Linked DNA regions of Sus scrofa: region 1 is linked to region 2. Evidence: chromatin contacts called from public Hi-C data. All regions are on one chromosome and are shown on one strand. Each heading gives the region's core, a stretch centred on a gene start, on an enhancer-like site or on the middle of the called end of the contact. The rest is flanking DNA. Distances are from core to core; before and after follow the strand shown. Region 1 overlaps COMMD7 (COMM domain-containing protein 7). Region 2 overlaps NOL4L (nucleolar protein 4-like).

The links. A called contact is a pair of places that touch in the nucleus more often than the background predicts.
Region 1: a Hi-C map of fetal liver shows a contact between it and region 2, with 2.8 times the contacts expected there. The contact joins two enhancer-like sites. A contact is called at or near these places in 2 of 5 promoter capture datasets (fetal liver and liver), 28 of 47 Hi-C or Micro-C datasets (adipose tissue, alveolar macrophages, blood and 14 more) and 2 of 2 datasets of contacts at active chromatin or transcription factors (alveolar macrophages and skeletal muscle).

What each region holds. Positions count from the first base shown.
Region 1 is chr17:36,259,148-36,263,432 of Sscrofa11.1, reverse strand. The region is part of intron 6 of COMMD7 (COMM domain-containing protein 7); the gene reads left to right. Among named protein-coding and RNA genes, the nearest start is that of NOL4L, 60 kb to the right of the region's middle. Within about 2 kb of position 1,767, at least 6 of the 83 cell types and tissues checked have an H3K27ac peak or open chromatin away from gene starts, as enhancers often do. A contact at or near this core is called in fetal liver, where this site is marked.
Region 2 is chr17:36,147,755-36,151,999 of Sscrofa11.1, reverse strand. NOL4L (nucleolar protein 4-like) reads left to right here. Exons shown (of 11, transcript XM_021077429.1): 2 at 2,019-2,174. Among named protein-coding and RNA genes, the nearest start is that of NOL4L, 51 kb to the left of the region's middle. Within about 2 kb of position 2,314, at least 14 of the 83 cell types and tissues checked have an H3K27ac peak or open chromatin away from gene starts, as enhancers often do. A contact at or near this core is called in fetal liver, where this site is marked.

The DNA of each region.
Region 1 (4,285 bases), core at 518-3,017, 110 kb before region 2:
TTCCTCTGGCTGAGCGCTGATCTCTGAAGAGGGAGGATGGAGATAGAGCATCCAAGGCCGGCAATCTTGCACTCATCCCTGTCTGCTTTGGGTTGACTGCATAAGGTCCAGGTGTCCCAGTGTCAGGGCTGACAGCCTCAAAAGGCTTCCACTGTCTCTCAGCCTCTTATAGCTGCTGCATCCTTCCCCCACTGCATTGCTCTGCAGTAGGAAGCCCCTGTCCTGGTGAGTGCCTGGCCACTTGGAAGGGGCACCTCACAGCCCATTTTAGATATGGATGGATTCATGCTTGGGGCCCTGGACAGTGTGGTCTCGGAAACCACAACATCCAGGACCTCCAGATACCTCACATGACAGACCCCAGAACCACAGAAACAGGCACCATAGACCTCAGGGCCCACTTGGCGCTTCCCAGAGCCCAATATCTGACCCTCTTTGTGAAGGATTATCCTGGGAGCACCAGAGGGGCTTTATCAGCTCCCCTCCAGACTCTCTTAATGCTGATTTTGCCCTCGAAGTAGAAGCAGAACCTTTGCTTTGCAAATCAAGCTTCAAGACAAAGCAGCGCCTCCCAGCACATTGGGGGATCGAACCTGTGTCCCAGTGCTCCCAAGATGCCACCCATCCCATTGTGCCACAGTGGGAACCCCCATCTACCTTGTTTTCTTTTCTGCTGCTCTACTTCCCTCAGAAGGTTGTGGGGGTCAGAGAGGGTGTAAGAGCCCCTGTGTGAAGGGTGACATACTCTCCCTGTGTCAGGTGTAATTGTCCTCAGAGCACAGGACTGCACGCGGAGGTCACGTGGAGGAGAGGCTGGCGGCAGGCCACACCCTCCCGAGTGCCCCAGTTTGCAAATAACAATGGCTGACGTTTCCAGGCCTGTTCTGTGCTGAACACCTCACCCCTATCGTCTCTTCATCCTCTCAGTTGACCCTTAGAGTAGGCGTGCGACCAGGCCCAGCTTTGCAGACAGGAGAACTGAGGCATGCAGCCATTAGCTAGCTTGCCTGAGGTCCCGCCCTGGGGCCAGTGGTGGGTCTGGGCCTTGGACGCTGGTGCCCGGCCTCTGGAGCCTGTGTTCTTAGCTACTGAACTTCCCTGTTTAAGCCGATGCGGGGCAGGGGGTGGGCAGCCCTGAGGTCTCTTTGTCCATCTGTAGGAATCTTCATCCAGGTCAGGAGCCCTGAGGCTAGAAAGCAATGCTGTGCCTCTGTCTCTCTCTGCCTCTCGTACATGCCAGGGCATCTGGGGCAAGCCAGGAGCTGGGTACCATCCGGCACGGAAAGTGGGGGATGTTTAAGGCCCCCTGAGTCTGAGAGTCTATGATTCTAAGAATTGTCCTGGGGTCTCATTCCCGACAGCCAGCCTCTGCCTTGGACTCATTTGCTGGACTTTGGGGTCTTGGGAGGTGGGGGTGGAGGGTGGGGGGAGTCCCTGAAGGCTCAGGGTGGTGCCCACCCACCAGCCCAGACGCGGGGCACCAGCAGGCTCCTCCTCCTCAACGCCCGGGCTCTTATCAGGGAAGCAGTTCGGGTTGGTGCGGAGGGGGAAGCCTGAGGCCCGGGGCTCCAGCAAGGTGGGTGGGAGAGATAGGGAAGTGGGGAGGGGGCCTCTGGGTCCTGTTGGGAAGGCCTGAGGCTGGAAGGGACGCCCAGAGCCTGTGGTGTCCTTGCTGGTCGGGCCTCTCGACACGGTTCCGGGGCTGCTGCCGCTCCCATCCTTGCAGGCAAGACGCCTGCACCTTTAATTAGCAGGCGGCAGCCTCTCCCCGATTCATCACAGTCACTGTTTAATTAGCTGCACACAAGGCACCCCTACCCCCCAGCTCTGGGCTGAGCAGCCTGCCTCTCTCACAGAGGCTGCCACCACCTCATGGTGTCCCCTGTCACCACCCCCCATACTTATTCTGCTCCCCAGAATGGGGGATGGGGCGGGCGCGCCTGGCTGAAACCTCAAGGAGATTCTGGGCACTGACGCTTATATTGAGGGCATCCGGCAAACATTATTAGGACCTCAAGGCTGTGCCAGGCTGGCGCTGGGTGGCCACCTCCTGCTGGGGACGACTTTTCCCTTTGGGAGGTGTTGCTCCCCCCTCCCCACATCCCGAAAGGGACAGCCATTTCTTCCTGTTCGTCTCTGTCCCCAGAGCCTAGCAGGCGCTTCTGAAAAGGCCGCATCTTTCAGGATGGAGAGCGTCCATTCTGCAACCAGGCTACGGGCAAAAGGAGGTGGCAAGGGGTTCTCAGCCCTGCTCTGCATCCTCACGGACCCGGGAGTCAGGGCTGCCAAAGTGAGCCCACGGTCTGTGGCTGGGCCAGGCACTCTGTTTCCCTGAAGCAGGGCGGGGCTCGTGGCCCCGGGAGGGACACCGCACACCCTTGTGCAGAGCCAGGGCGGCTGCTGCCTCGGGGCAGCCAGCTGGAGCAGGAGGCTCGGGTTCCATCCCAGCCCTGTGCTCTGGTCCATCCTGTGGCTGCAGGTAAATCAGCCACCCTGGGGCCGAAGAAGGCTGTCAACCCCCACCTCTGGCTCTGAGGTGGACTAAGGGCGTGGAAGGATCAGCGTTTATTCTGGTCCCCGAGGGAAGTGCCAGAGCCTACCGACCCTGGTCCTGACCATCTGGGTGGCCTCCCGCCAGCCACCGAACTGCACTGGCCTCGGTTTCCCCATAAGTAGCAGCCACCTCATGGGTTGTCATGAGGATTCAACGATTGGCAGTGTTCAGGGCGTTCAGAACAGAGGGGGCCCTCAGCAGTCACGGGCGGGCTGCTGCTTTCTGCCATTATTTCTCCTCCTTTTCCTCATCAGTATTTACGGCCAAGTGTGAGGGAGTTGGTGGCGGGTGAGTGAGGCAGCCTCCTTGCTTTCAGTTTTCCTTCCAGTGGGGGAGACAGCTGAAAACAAGTCATAAAGAAAGGAAAAGTGTAACTTCATCTGAATTAAGCCTGCAAGTCAGTTAATGGTACCACAGGGGTGTTCCTTTCTTGGTTTGGACCCAGGTACCAGGTGAGGTAATGGGAGGATATACAGGAATCCTCTGTATTGTCTTTGCAACTTTTCTATGAATCTAAAATTATTCTCTAAAAAGAGTTTTTTTTTTTAATTTTTTAATTTTTTTTTGTCGTTTTGCCATTTCTCGGGCCGCTCCCGCAGCATATGGAGGTTCCCAGGCTAGGGGTCTAGTCGGAGCTGTAGCTGCCAGCCTACGCCAGAGCCACAGCAACGCTGGATCCGAGCCGCGTCTGCAACCTAGACCACAGCTCATGGCAACGCCGGATCGTTAACCCACTGAGCAAGGGCAGGGACCGAACCCGCAAGTTCATGGTTCCTAGTCGGTAACCACTGCGCCATGACGGGAACTCCTATTTTAAAAATACAATTTGAGGGAGTTCCCTTGTGGTGCAGCTGATTAATGATCCAGTGTTGTCACTGCTTTAGCTCTGGTCGCTGCTGTGGGTCAGTCCCTGGCCTGGAACTTCCACCTGCCCCAGTCATGGGCCAAAAAAAAAAAAAAAATACAATTAGGGCTAATGGAAGTACCACGAAGAAAATAAACAGAGGCAAGAGATGGAGGAGGGTGTGGGGCCGTTTTAGACAGGGTAGTTTGGGAGGGCTTCTCGGAGGAGGCCGCAATCGGGAGAAACAGAGTGATGGGAAGAAGCAAGCCCGGGATCAGGGGAGGGCTGGCCAGGAGGAGGGACAGCAGGCACCAGGGCCTGGGGCAGGAAATGGCTTGGGAGACTTGAGGCCACCTGCAGGATAGGTGGGGACCGGGTGGATGGAGATGAGCTCTGAGAAGAGGAGCTGACCACTTCCTGTCCCTTTCAAAGGACGGGGGAAAGAGCGAGACTCTGGGCTGGGATCTGTGTCTGGCCCTTTCCAGGAGTTAGCACCTCATTTTAGTCCTTACCGTCATTGCCCCCCCCACCCCTGGGAGGGGGGAGGTACCATCATTTCACCTACAGGTAAGACCGAGGAAGAACAGAGACTCAGCCCAAGTCCCGAGGTAAAAGCAGTGAAAGTGTAAAAGCGACAGGCTTGTGCTTGGAACCAGAGACCTCATGGCCCTCGAGGCTGTGCTGGGGACTTGCCGGGAAACAAAGTGGCTGCAAGGCGGGCCCCATCCCTGCACAAGGCCTGGGCGCGGCTGTGGCAGGGCGGCCCGCAGGAGAGCGGGCGCTCAAGCAAGGGAGCGTCTTTGTACCACAGTTCTGTAATCAGCTTTGGAAATAGTCACACTACACCTGTGTGATACAAAATCCTGAAGGTACAAAACAACAAGTAG
Region 2 (4,245 bases), core at 1,065-3,564:
CACCCCACCCACGCCAGATTTGTGCTGAGATGTCCCCATTGAAATGGATCCTGACTAGGAAGAAAGCCATTGGCAAGAGGGTCTGTACAGGGCCAGTGAGGTCACCAGCCAGGATCGTCATTCATGGACACTGCCTGCTAGTTGTAGGGTATGGTCCCAACGCCCCAAGTACCCTTCCTCTCCCATCTGCTCTCAAGTGGGCCACTGGCAAAGCGACAGCCCTGCTGTCCTTTTGTGGCATGCTGAAAAAGTTGCTGGATAAAACCAAACCCTGTCTGTAGCCAGAATGTGTTTTGAGTGAGCGTCCTATTCAGCATGGCCTCTATTTTCCTCAGACGACAAAGATCCTAAGCCAGCTCTGCCACTTAGCAGCCACCATCCCACAGGCAGGTCCTGGCCCTAACAGCCTCCCAGGCTTGCTGCGATGTGCAGCCCTAGCCTAGAGAGGGGAAACTTGGCGATTGGCAGAGCACTTCTTAATGACAATATTTATCCAGCAGTTCCTGTGGGCCGGGCTTGGTCCTAAGTGCTGCACACATATTTCATTCGCTCCTCTCTGTAGCTGCGGGAAAGGTGTTTCTGTTACCTCCATTTTCTAGATAAAGGGCCTGAGGCTCAGAGAAGCAAAATACCCTCTCAGGGTCACACAGCCACGTAAATGTCGGGGCCCCGGAGTTCCCGCTGTGCCTCAGTGGTTAATGAACCCGACTAGCAACCATGAGGACGCGGTTCAACCCCTGGCCTCACTCAGTGGGTTAAGGATCCGGCGTCGCCGTCAGCTGTGGTGTAGGTTGCAGACACGGCTCGGATCCTGCGTTGCTGTGGCTGTGGTGTAGACCAGCAGCTACAGATCCAATTCAACCCCTAGCCTGGGAACCTCCATATGCTGCGGGTGTGGCCTTAAAAGGACAAAATAAAATAAAATAAAATGACAGAGCCCTATTGAAACTGGAAAAGTGTCTAAACTACCCCACCTGGCTGCCGCTTATAACCAACCAGTCATTGGCAGGTATCTCTTGAGCCTGCTGTGTTTCTCTGATTGTCCTGGGGCTGGAGAGACAGCTGTGAGCCAACAGAAGAACCCACCCCACCCCAAAGAGCCCACATTCTTGAATGGGAGCCTTTGGAGAAGAACTCTTCTCGGGGATTTGTGTTGGGGGCACTTTTAGAGAAAAGGCCTGCCTCCTTTCCCCCAGCCCCCCACCTCCCCGCTGCTCGTGCTTCCTCTTTGAAACCCCTCCGAGCCTTCTGAGTCCCCACTTGGGGAGATGAGGGCTGAGAGCCCATGTCACAGAGATCCTGGCACACCTTTTCAGGGGCAGCTGACAGCACTCATGCCAGCCCAATAAGAGCCTCGGGGGGCCCACAGCCACCCCACTCACGTGCCCCCGTCACCTCCACACGGCCCTGCGTCTGTTACTCTTTACACACACACAAAGAGCCTGGGTGCCGTTGCTGGCACTCAGCTGCTGGAGTGGGGAGGCGGGCAGCGGTGAAAAGCTTTTCTGAAAGGCCAGGGCGAGGCAGGAGTCGCCCAGGTGATCTGAGCCGTTCCCCTGGGACCCCAGCCCAGGACCACAGTGAAAGGTTACTGCTAATTGGCAAAAGCTCCTGATGGGGCCGCATCTATTTAGCACCCCCCCACTCCCCAGAGACTTCCAGGACGGTCTTGGCACCGTGTGTGATTCGAATGCTCCCCGCCTGAGTCTGGCACAATCTGTCTGAAATTGTGAACATGGAGGCTCTTGGTTTTTTAATGTGTAGTTTCGTTGTTGTTTCTCTCTGCCCATTGTTTCTGGTAGGTTTAGTAGCAGCAGCCACCCTGCCGGTGAAGCCCCCTCCCTGCGGCCCTCTCAGCAGCCTCCTGCCCCCCAGCCCCCGCCCAGACCTAGCATCGGAGGCCTTGCAGGGTCAGCGAGCAGCACCGTCCCTGCCCGCGACCCACTGCTGGCCGCAGGGCCCGGCTCTCACCCCGCCATCCTCCCTGACACTAACACAGCTTGTCCACCCTGTCGCAGGGGGCAGATGGCCTGTCGGAGCCCGAGGGCATCTCTCTGAAGCGGGTCGCTGTGGTGGAAGATTTCTTTGACATCATCTACTCGATGCATGTGGAGAGCTCAGCGGAGCCAGGCAAAGCCCCCAAGCACGCCGGGCAGAAGAAAACCTACCGAGCGGTGAGATTTCTGTCTCTTTGCCTCTGCTGGCAGCCCCAGGCCTTGGCAGGAGGCCATGGGCTCCGCACATGTTGGGCAGGGGGCGGGGCAGGGAGCTGAGGCGTGATGAAACGGCCTTTGGGGACCCAGGGGGGCACAGGGCAAGGGCATGGCAGCCAGAGACTGGCTCACGGGGCGAGGGGGCGGGCTCTGTGGTCTGAGCACAAAGGAGAAGCAGGTTGAAGGAGAGAGAGGGAGGGAAGGAGAGGGATGAGGGCAGGTGGAAAGCCCCCCTCTTCCTGGTTTCTGCTTCACTCCATCCCCCCACCCCATCCTGGGGCCTGCGGATTGGAAGTGGAGGCGGGGGTGGCTAAATAATAATAATCGGAAGAGCAAATGCTTCCATGGCATTTACTGTGTGCCAGGCCCATCCTAACTACTTTCTATGTGTGAGTTCTTTCGGTCCCCTATAACCCCCGGCAAGGCAACGCTGGAAGTTCCCCAGGGGAAGTCTGAGGACCTGGGCCCCACCCTCAGGAGATCACAGTTCAATGTGGGGTGGGGAAGCGGAAAGCAAAACCAAGACCTGTGAAACAGAAATGTCTCCCAGACTAGCTTGGAGGGAACTAGAACCCAGGCACCCAGGCCTTTAGCAAGGGCGTCTCCAGACACCAGAGTTCAGTGCTAAGCCAGGGGGGACTCCATGGGGAAAGTGGCAGCTAAGCTAGCAGTCTAAGCTCTGGGTGGGCAGAAGGGAGCCAAGGCAGCTATCTAGGCTGGGAAACATCACACGTGGGGTGGTGGCAGGGACGGTAGCCAGAGCAGGAGGGCCCTGCCTGAGTTCTGGTCCCGTCCCCTTGTTGACACCCATTGCCACGGCTCACGCACAGCTCTGGCTTGTCTGGTGCCTGCCACTAAACTGATAAAGCCAAGTACTTTGTGTTCATTCAAGCCTCACAGCAATCTTGTGACGGAGGCACCGTGGCCCATTTCACAGTTAAGGAAACTGAGACCCAGGGAGTTAATAAGACCACACAGCACTGAAGTGCCAGTCAGCCAGTATCCCGGTCCCCCTCTGTGCTGACTTTCTCCCTGGCTTCCTAGAGACCTGCCCCTCTCTCTCACTGGGCTTCCTCACCCAAGGTGGACGCGAACCCCTCCGAGTGCTTTTGTAAACAGCCTTGGAGTGCAGTGGAGGTGGCCTGTATAAGTCTATAGTTTCACTATATGGCCTGATGTTTTTAAAAAACTTACAATCTGGTTTGTCCTTGTCCTCAGAAAATGGCCTTGGCCCCAGATGAAGGCTGGACCCACGTGCCAGGGACCTCAGAGGGCTGAGGGTTGGGCTGAGGGAGGCCAGAGAGGATGGTGCCATCCGCCCCAGCCCGGCCTGCTTCTCGGCACTCGCACGTTAGGCAACGACTTGTGGGAAGGGAGTTCTAAGGGTTTTTCGGCTGGAGGGCCACCGACAAGGGAGGGCTACCCGAGCCTGGGCCTATGTGGGCCGCTTGGTGCTGGTGAGACCCCACAGAGGTTCTCAGCATTGAATTTGCCAGCGCCGGGAGTCGGCACGTGCCAGGCTCTGCGCTCAGCACGTCCCCTGCACCAGCTCTCCGAGCCAACACGTGGACGGAGCTTGTGCCGATAAAGCAGGTGCTACTGTCACCCCCATTTCACAGAGGAGGCAAACGAGGCCCAGAGAGATGAGTAAACCTGCCTTGAGGTCACCCAGCTGATACTCAGAGCCAGGCAGCTGGCCCTTGAGCCCCACATGCCCTGCCTCTCTCCAAACCGCCTGTGGTCAGCTAGCGAGCCTGCTGACTCGCTTGTCGAAGCAGACAGGCTTCGGCCAACCAGACCACGTGATTTCCCTGGTCGCCTCAGCACCCAGCCCCAAGCCTCGCCCTCAGGCCCTTCTTGGGTATTCATGAAGCCTGGGGTCTCTGAGCTGCTGGCTGTGGGGAGGGCGGGCCTGGGCTGCTCCCACCAGGCTTTGCATCTCTGCGCCAAGCGGACATCCAGCCCTTGGCTCTGCACTTCCTGGCTGCTCGTCCATGTGCCCGCCGCGTGCCCCACTTCCCGCTGCCCAGCC